2 separate regions of the Zea mays genome follow, and region 2 is linked to region 1. Evidence: chromatin contacts called from public Hi-C data. All regions are on one chromosome and are shown on one strand. The core of a region is the stretch at or near the end of the contact, and the rest is flanking DNA. Distances in the headings are between cores, read along the strand shown. Region 1 holds the start of LOC100276162. Region 2 holds the start of LOC100193732 (2-oxoglutarate (2OG) and Fe(II)-dependent oxygenase superfamily protein).

Region 1 (3,112 bases), core at 346-2,845:
GTTGTCACAGTTAATTGGGTTCCACGAGTTACTGAACATTTGGGACACAAGAAAATAGAACAGATTCTTAAAAAAAACATCGCTCTATCCGAGTTAAAATTATGTGCTAATGCATTCGTACAACCGTTAATATATGTATTTTATATATGTGTCTAGATTTATTATTGTCTATTTGATTGTAGACATAAAAAACAAGAGTTAAAATGAATTTTTAAAATAACACACACATATATATAGATCCTTTGCAAGACAGAATTATACTAATATAATATAGGGTATTGTGCACATATACTTGGATAAGATACCAAATTAAGGTGTTGTTGCAAGTAGTATATGAAGAGTGCATTTTTTTTGTTGTTGGAGAAACTTTGTGTGTGCCTCTGCATAAATTGACAAAATTCAACAACGTTCCTTGCACAGTGCATTTCTTGCTGCTAGGGCTGCACTAAAAGGCTGAAACGTATATGGTGTTGCTGCCAGCTGGTAACTGAGACTTGTTCCTCTTGCATGAGTTGAGTGCGCGCAGAAGTGTGATTTCTGCTGCAGCAGTTCGTTACTAGATTGCTTGCAAATTAAAGATAAAATTTCAGATGAGCTAGCTTATGGACGACCACACGGAGAAGAAACCAACAAATAATAATGAGTGTGTGTAAGTAATCAAGATAAAGTTTCAGATAACCGACCGCGGTGAATCACACTAGCTCACCAGTTCGCCGGGAACAAGAGAGAGTGAGAGACGGCAAGAAGTATTGCCGTAAGTACCGGTTGCCGAGGATGCGGAATACCACTATGATCCAGTTTAAATTTTACAAACCCACCCAATCAAATCACCCGCATCAATAACTTTTATTAAATCCATTAGACAAATTGCACTTATACTTAACACAACATCAAAATCAATAATTCAAATCGCTAGATAACTCTTTTATCTCGTTCACTCAAATCCAATGTACAATATTATTTAAATCATTTCTCATCCCTCATCCCCCACTACCCCCATTCGAAGTCCCAGCCTTCCCCTCCCTCTACCCCCGCGTCCCCTCACTCGTGTCACCACCGTAGCTGTCGACCCTTTCTCTCTGCTGTTGTTGAATTATAGCGTTAGTACGAGTCATATGCTAGTCAGCTAGTTCTGGGAAAAAGAAAATAAACAAGCGATTAGTATAAAAAATATTTTCCTTTTTTGATAGTATGTTCTATATCTAAATTATACAACTATCATATTTTAAATAGCAAATATGATAAATTTAGTTGACGATATAAATATTAACACTATTCAATATAATTTTGGTTAAACTTTAGTTAGTTTGGCTGATACAGATCTTATATTTATATTTATTTAGATGTAAAGGAGTACAACACAACGCCCCTGTTTATTTAAAAGAACACTAAAAACGATGCTGAGGAAATTGCAAACCAAATGAAGTTGCGAATGCCAAATTGGGGCAACATGTATTTAGCACAATGGGCTTCTTGCTCTCCGGCCTGCACCACACCCTCGTTGGACCTACGCAACTGGCGGCCCACACAGGCTAGAGCAACGAAGTCCAACAGATAGGAAGGTCCCTCTCCGGCCACAACTCACAAGTCCCCACAGCACTCTCCCCGACCTTGCCGTCCAGTCGTCCACCCCACCGCCGCAGCCTCGCCCCGAGGAGACAGGAGAACAGCAGGATGCCGGCGACGCCGACGATCATCGGCGCCCTCCTGGGACTGGGCACTCAGATGTACTCCAACGCCCTCCGCAAGCTTCCCTACATGCGCCGTATATCCCTTTCTCCCCTTCCCTTTCTCCTATTCCCCTGTTCATTTCTCCGTTTCTTGATCACGCATTGCGTCCCGCGCTCCGTGAGTCGTCCTGGCGCCCCATTTCCGTCTGATCTGCGATATTTCCACCTGCCCTCGTGGTGTTTCGTCTGGTCTGGGCGCCTTCCTTGGTCTTTGGGATCCTAGATGCGATATGGTTCTTGTTTTTTGGGGTTGAAGTCCATTTCTTCGTGATTTAGGAGGCAATACTGCCGAAGAGATACCCCTTTGGTCCCTATTCCACCCTACCATTCATGATTTCAGTATGTGCTTTGTACCAGTCTCCTTTTAGATATGATGATTCATTCTCACGTGCTTATTGTGTCTAAATTGTTATAGATCCTTGGGAGCATGTGTTGGGGATGGGTCTCGGTGCAGTATTTGTGAACCAGCTGGTAAAATTTGACGAGAAGCTCAAGGAGGACCTCGACAAGATGCTTGAGCGCGCCAGGCTAGCCAACGAGCAACGCTACATTGGTACAGTGCTAACTTGCTTATGGCATCTTAACAACAGCAAAGACTTTGCCCAAGTTAGAAGTCTACATCGGATATATCCAAACAATCTCAATTGGTGTTGGACAAACTTTTTTTCAATTGGTGCTACCTGTACTCATGTATATCATCGTTTGAAGCCACAAATTAAGGGTTTATACACGTCGATAGCTGTTCTCTATTCATTTCTGTTCAGAGTTAGATCTTTAGTATATTCCATCTTTTCTAGTCTCCTCTTTCCATATTAACTTCGGTCTTCTCCTATCTCTCTTCCTATTACTATCATGTATTAGTATCCCACTATATATTGGTGTCTCTGGAGGTCTACATCGGATATATTCAAACAATCTCAATTGATGTTGTACAATCTTTTTTTTTCAATTTGGTGCTACCTGTACCCATGTATATCATCATTTCGGACTCGATCCCTTCTTATATAGCCACAAATCCAACATAATATACACATTTCCGCAACACTTATTATCTGTTGAACGTTGAACATGATGCCTTTTTAGCCTAATATCCTGCACCATGCAATGTAACAGGTCTAATTGCTGTCATATAAAAGTTTCCTTTTAGTTTGCGTGATATGCTCTGGTTGCATAGACGCCAAATGTTTGGTGCCACTTCCTCCATCATGCTTTGTTTTATGGCTAACATCTAATCAATACCCCTATCTCTCTATCTCTCCGTAGCATTGATCCTAAATAACGGAAGTTATCCTCCTTGGGCATTTCTTGACCTTTTAAACTAACATCTCCTTGTGTATAGTGTTGAAGTCCCATCTCACGTACTCTGTTTTATTTCTATTGAA
Region 2 (3,112 bases), core at 440-2,939, 320 kb before region 1:
TGTAATAGCGAACTAACTGAGTCTATCTTCCTATAGTTCAGCCGACTCATCCTCGCTCAGTTCCGATGTACGGGGCCCCTGCGTGGGAAGGTCGGGTCACTATTGCGATTACTGCTCAAATTTGTTGGGTCGTCTGGGCTTGCGCCGACCCGGCCTTGTGCTGATCCGTCCCACTAGTCATTCCTCCCAGGCCCACTAGGGGATGACCTTACGAATTATGGGGCCCTTGGGCCTTTCGTGAGGTCTTTCATCCTTCTAGTGGACCCGGGGGATATCTGTCCCCCACACCCAAGGCTGACCTCGGGCGGGAGTGCAGGAACACTCCGTGATGCGCAAGCGGGTCATAAACATCGACACTTGTAGATCCTAATAGTTCTATTGTCTACCAATGACATTCCACCCTAATGTCCAAACACACAAGGAGGAGAGATGAGTAGGTGCACAGCTTCCAAACCCATTTGCGACCCCCGACAACCATTACGAGCGTCGTCCACCAAGGTCCCAAAGGTATGGTCCTCATATTATGGGTAGGTTTGGTTCGGTTTTTTGCTGACTAACTTTTTCTGATAATCTGGCTGTGGAGAGAATCTGAGTATCATGAGGATTACTTGTAAAGTAAGATGAAGTGGTCCATAGGGTTTAGAATTTAGAAAGGGATGGATTTCTTCTATCGTGACAACTCGACCAATTTTGTGTTCATGTTGATTTTGAACGGTTTTTACCAAAACAATTCTTGTAGAAGCGGGCTAAAAAGTTGGGGTGTTTGATAATACGCAGCATCTTTTGGTGGGCAGAAGCTGGAAAAAGCTGAAACAAACATGACATCTCTCCCTCCTCTACCTCACTAGCACACAAATTATGCGCCTAACCTATACAGATTGATAGTCGGCTCATTCCTAAGGTCAAAAAGATCTATGAGTAGGGGTGGTAATGGACTCTAAATTTTACACTATAAAATTTTACACTATAAAATTTATTTTTGAACTAAAATTAGTTAAGTGCCTAACTTATTGTGAAGAGATATTTAGATCGTGATTCATTAACACCACTCCGTACGAGGAATCATGAGGGAAATATTTGACTCTAGTTTGAGGCCTACTATTGCAACATTGGTTCAAGAATTACAGTGGCCAAATAAAAAATGCATCGTTGTCTTAACTTGTCTGTCACTCTGTGAAATTACGGTACAGAAAAGAAATATGTTTTGCTTTTTTGATTTTTTTCATCTACTCTGAGGGAAAAAAGCAAAAGCGGTAAAAAAACAAAACGATATGTATATTTCTTCTAGTCGAATTTTGAATTGCCCATGTGCTTTTGATATGATTATTTTCTCCTTTGACTCAAGAGATCCAAAATTCATCATATGCCGCTTAACCAGTAAACAAGTTCTTTATCCGATTATACGATTTATGATTATGAAAATAATAAAATGAAAATGTTAAGAAAACACGGAAGTGAAACCGAAGATTGTGTTTTTTTTCCTTCCAACCATACTTCATCTAATCGTTTTTCACAATTGGGCTCATATTTTTTAGTTCATATTTATTTTCGCTGAAACACAACCCAACCCACCCACAAGGCCCAACTGGCGCGCCAACCGGTCAGACCAGCGGACCGGCGTCTGCGTCGCTAGCAGCTGCGGACTGCGGCTGCGGTTGATGGGCCAGTCGGCCCAACCACGCGTACCCCTTCGCCTTCCTCAGCGCGTCCTCGTCCGGCTTCCTCCGCTCGATGCAGCAGCAGCGACTGCAGGCGGCGCTCGACAGAAAACAACACGGCTGCGACCGGATCTCACCGGAAAAGTTGAGGAGTGGAGGGTCTTAGCTGCCGGAGTTGGGTAATACCTCCCTATATCCCCTATTGGTAGGTCCGCCGCTGCTCCAACCTCCAGGTCCAGGCACCAGGTCGCTCCTCCCTTCTCTTCCCGTCGGGTTCTTGTCCATCGTAGATAGCCTCTCCTTCGCCGAGGTCACCAGTTCCTCCTCGTGTCCTTCTCGCTAGTCGCTACAGTCCTCCTACTCTGCTTGGCTCGAGTGGAATGGGGATCCATCCTGACCTGAGTGGTTTCTTCTTTGCTTGGTAAGGAACCCTTGCTTTCTTGGATGGATCTTTGTTCTGCGGATTGTCTAAATCTCAATTTTCTTCTTCCTCCACGCAGGTAGTCGCGCATATTTGGTAGCCGCGTCCGCGTGACGTCGTCGGTGCTTGGGTCCATTCAGACATTGTTCTTATTTGATCAGTACCCCTATTTAGCGCCTGCAAGATCGAGATCGATCTTACTTGACTCCATAAGATGTATTGGGGATTTGGAGTGCCTTGTACTCCAACTTAAGACTGGGAGTGAACCCGCATACCCCAAGCCCGCCCTTCCACCGAACTGAACTAGACATCCTCAAGCGTCATCAATTCTAATGGATGATGCAGCAGAAAATATTCTTGCATCACTTGGCCGTGTGCATCTCGTTGATCTAATGGCCTCTGAGGGCCTTCCTTCTGACAGCTATAAGATGTGTGTGTCGACTCTGATGCAGTCACTCGCTCAATATTCGGCAGCCATCATTCAGCTGTCACCAGCTGATGGTGCCTTGTTGAGGTCAGGTTTGGACTCGGCTCGCTTTTTCTTCCACCAGCGAGGGTATAATTCAAATGAGGCTGTACACTCGGATGATTCCCGTGAATGGTGCAAGACCTCTGGTTACTATGTTGATTCTCAGATGTGTCTGGAAATGTATGATTACAGGCCTGGTATTACTGCAACTGATCCCAGCGGTGAAATGGAATTACCTCCATCAGGTTTGCCTGACATATTTTCGGTGCTGGGTAAAGTTTCTCGAGATATATTGGACGCAATCAGTTTCTCATTGAATTTACGTAGCTGTGCATTTACTGAGATACTCGACAACATACCCTTGAGAAGCCAGGAAGTATCATCTTCTGTTCTTTCAGCATGTTGTCATTCAAGGCCATCGCTTGAAGGAGGACATCAGCATAGCATTGCTTCTCAAGATAATGGTCACTTGCTCATGTTTTCTGAGCAGGAGCAACAGATTGATAAGACTTTGCTTACCCTAGTTAAGTCAGATATGTCAGGTCTATATATTAAAGACTTACA

What was found. A called contact is a pair of places that touch in the nucleus more often than the background predicts.
Region 2: a Hi-C map of tassel shows a contact between it and region 1, with 2.2 times the contacts expected there. The contact joins the promoter of LOC100193732 here to the promoter of LOC100276162 in region 1. A contact is called at or near these places in 2 of 25 Hi-C or Micro-C datasets (leaf and tassel).

The regions. Positions count from the first base shown.
Region 1 is chr2:207,532,938-207,536,049 of Zm-B73-REFERENCE-NAM-5.0, reverse strand. LOC100276162 reads left to right here and starts at 1,595. Exons shown (of 3, transcript NM_001360977.1): 1 at 1,595-1,765; 2 at 2,146-2,283. The coding sequence starts at 1,675.
Region 2 is chr2:207,848,627-207,851,738 of Zm-B73-REFERENCE-NAM-5.0, reverse strand. LOC100193732 (2-oxoglutarate (2OG) and Fe(II)-dependent oxygenase superfamily protein) reads left to right here and starts at 1,689. Exons shown (of 4, transcript NM_001138820.2): 1 at 1,689-2,079; 2 at 2,159-3,112. The coding sequence starts at 2,412.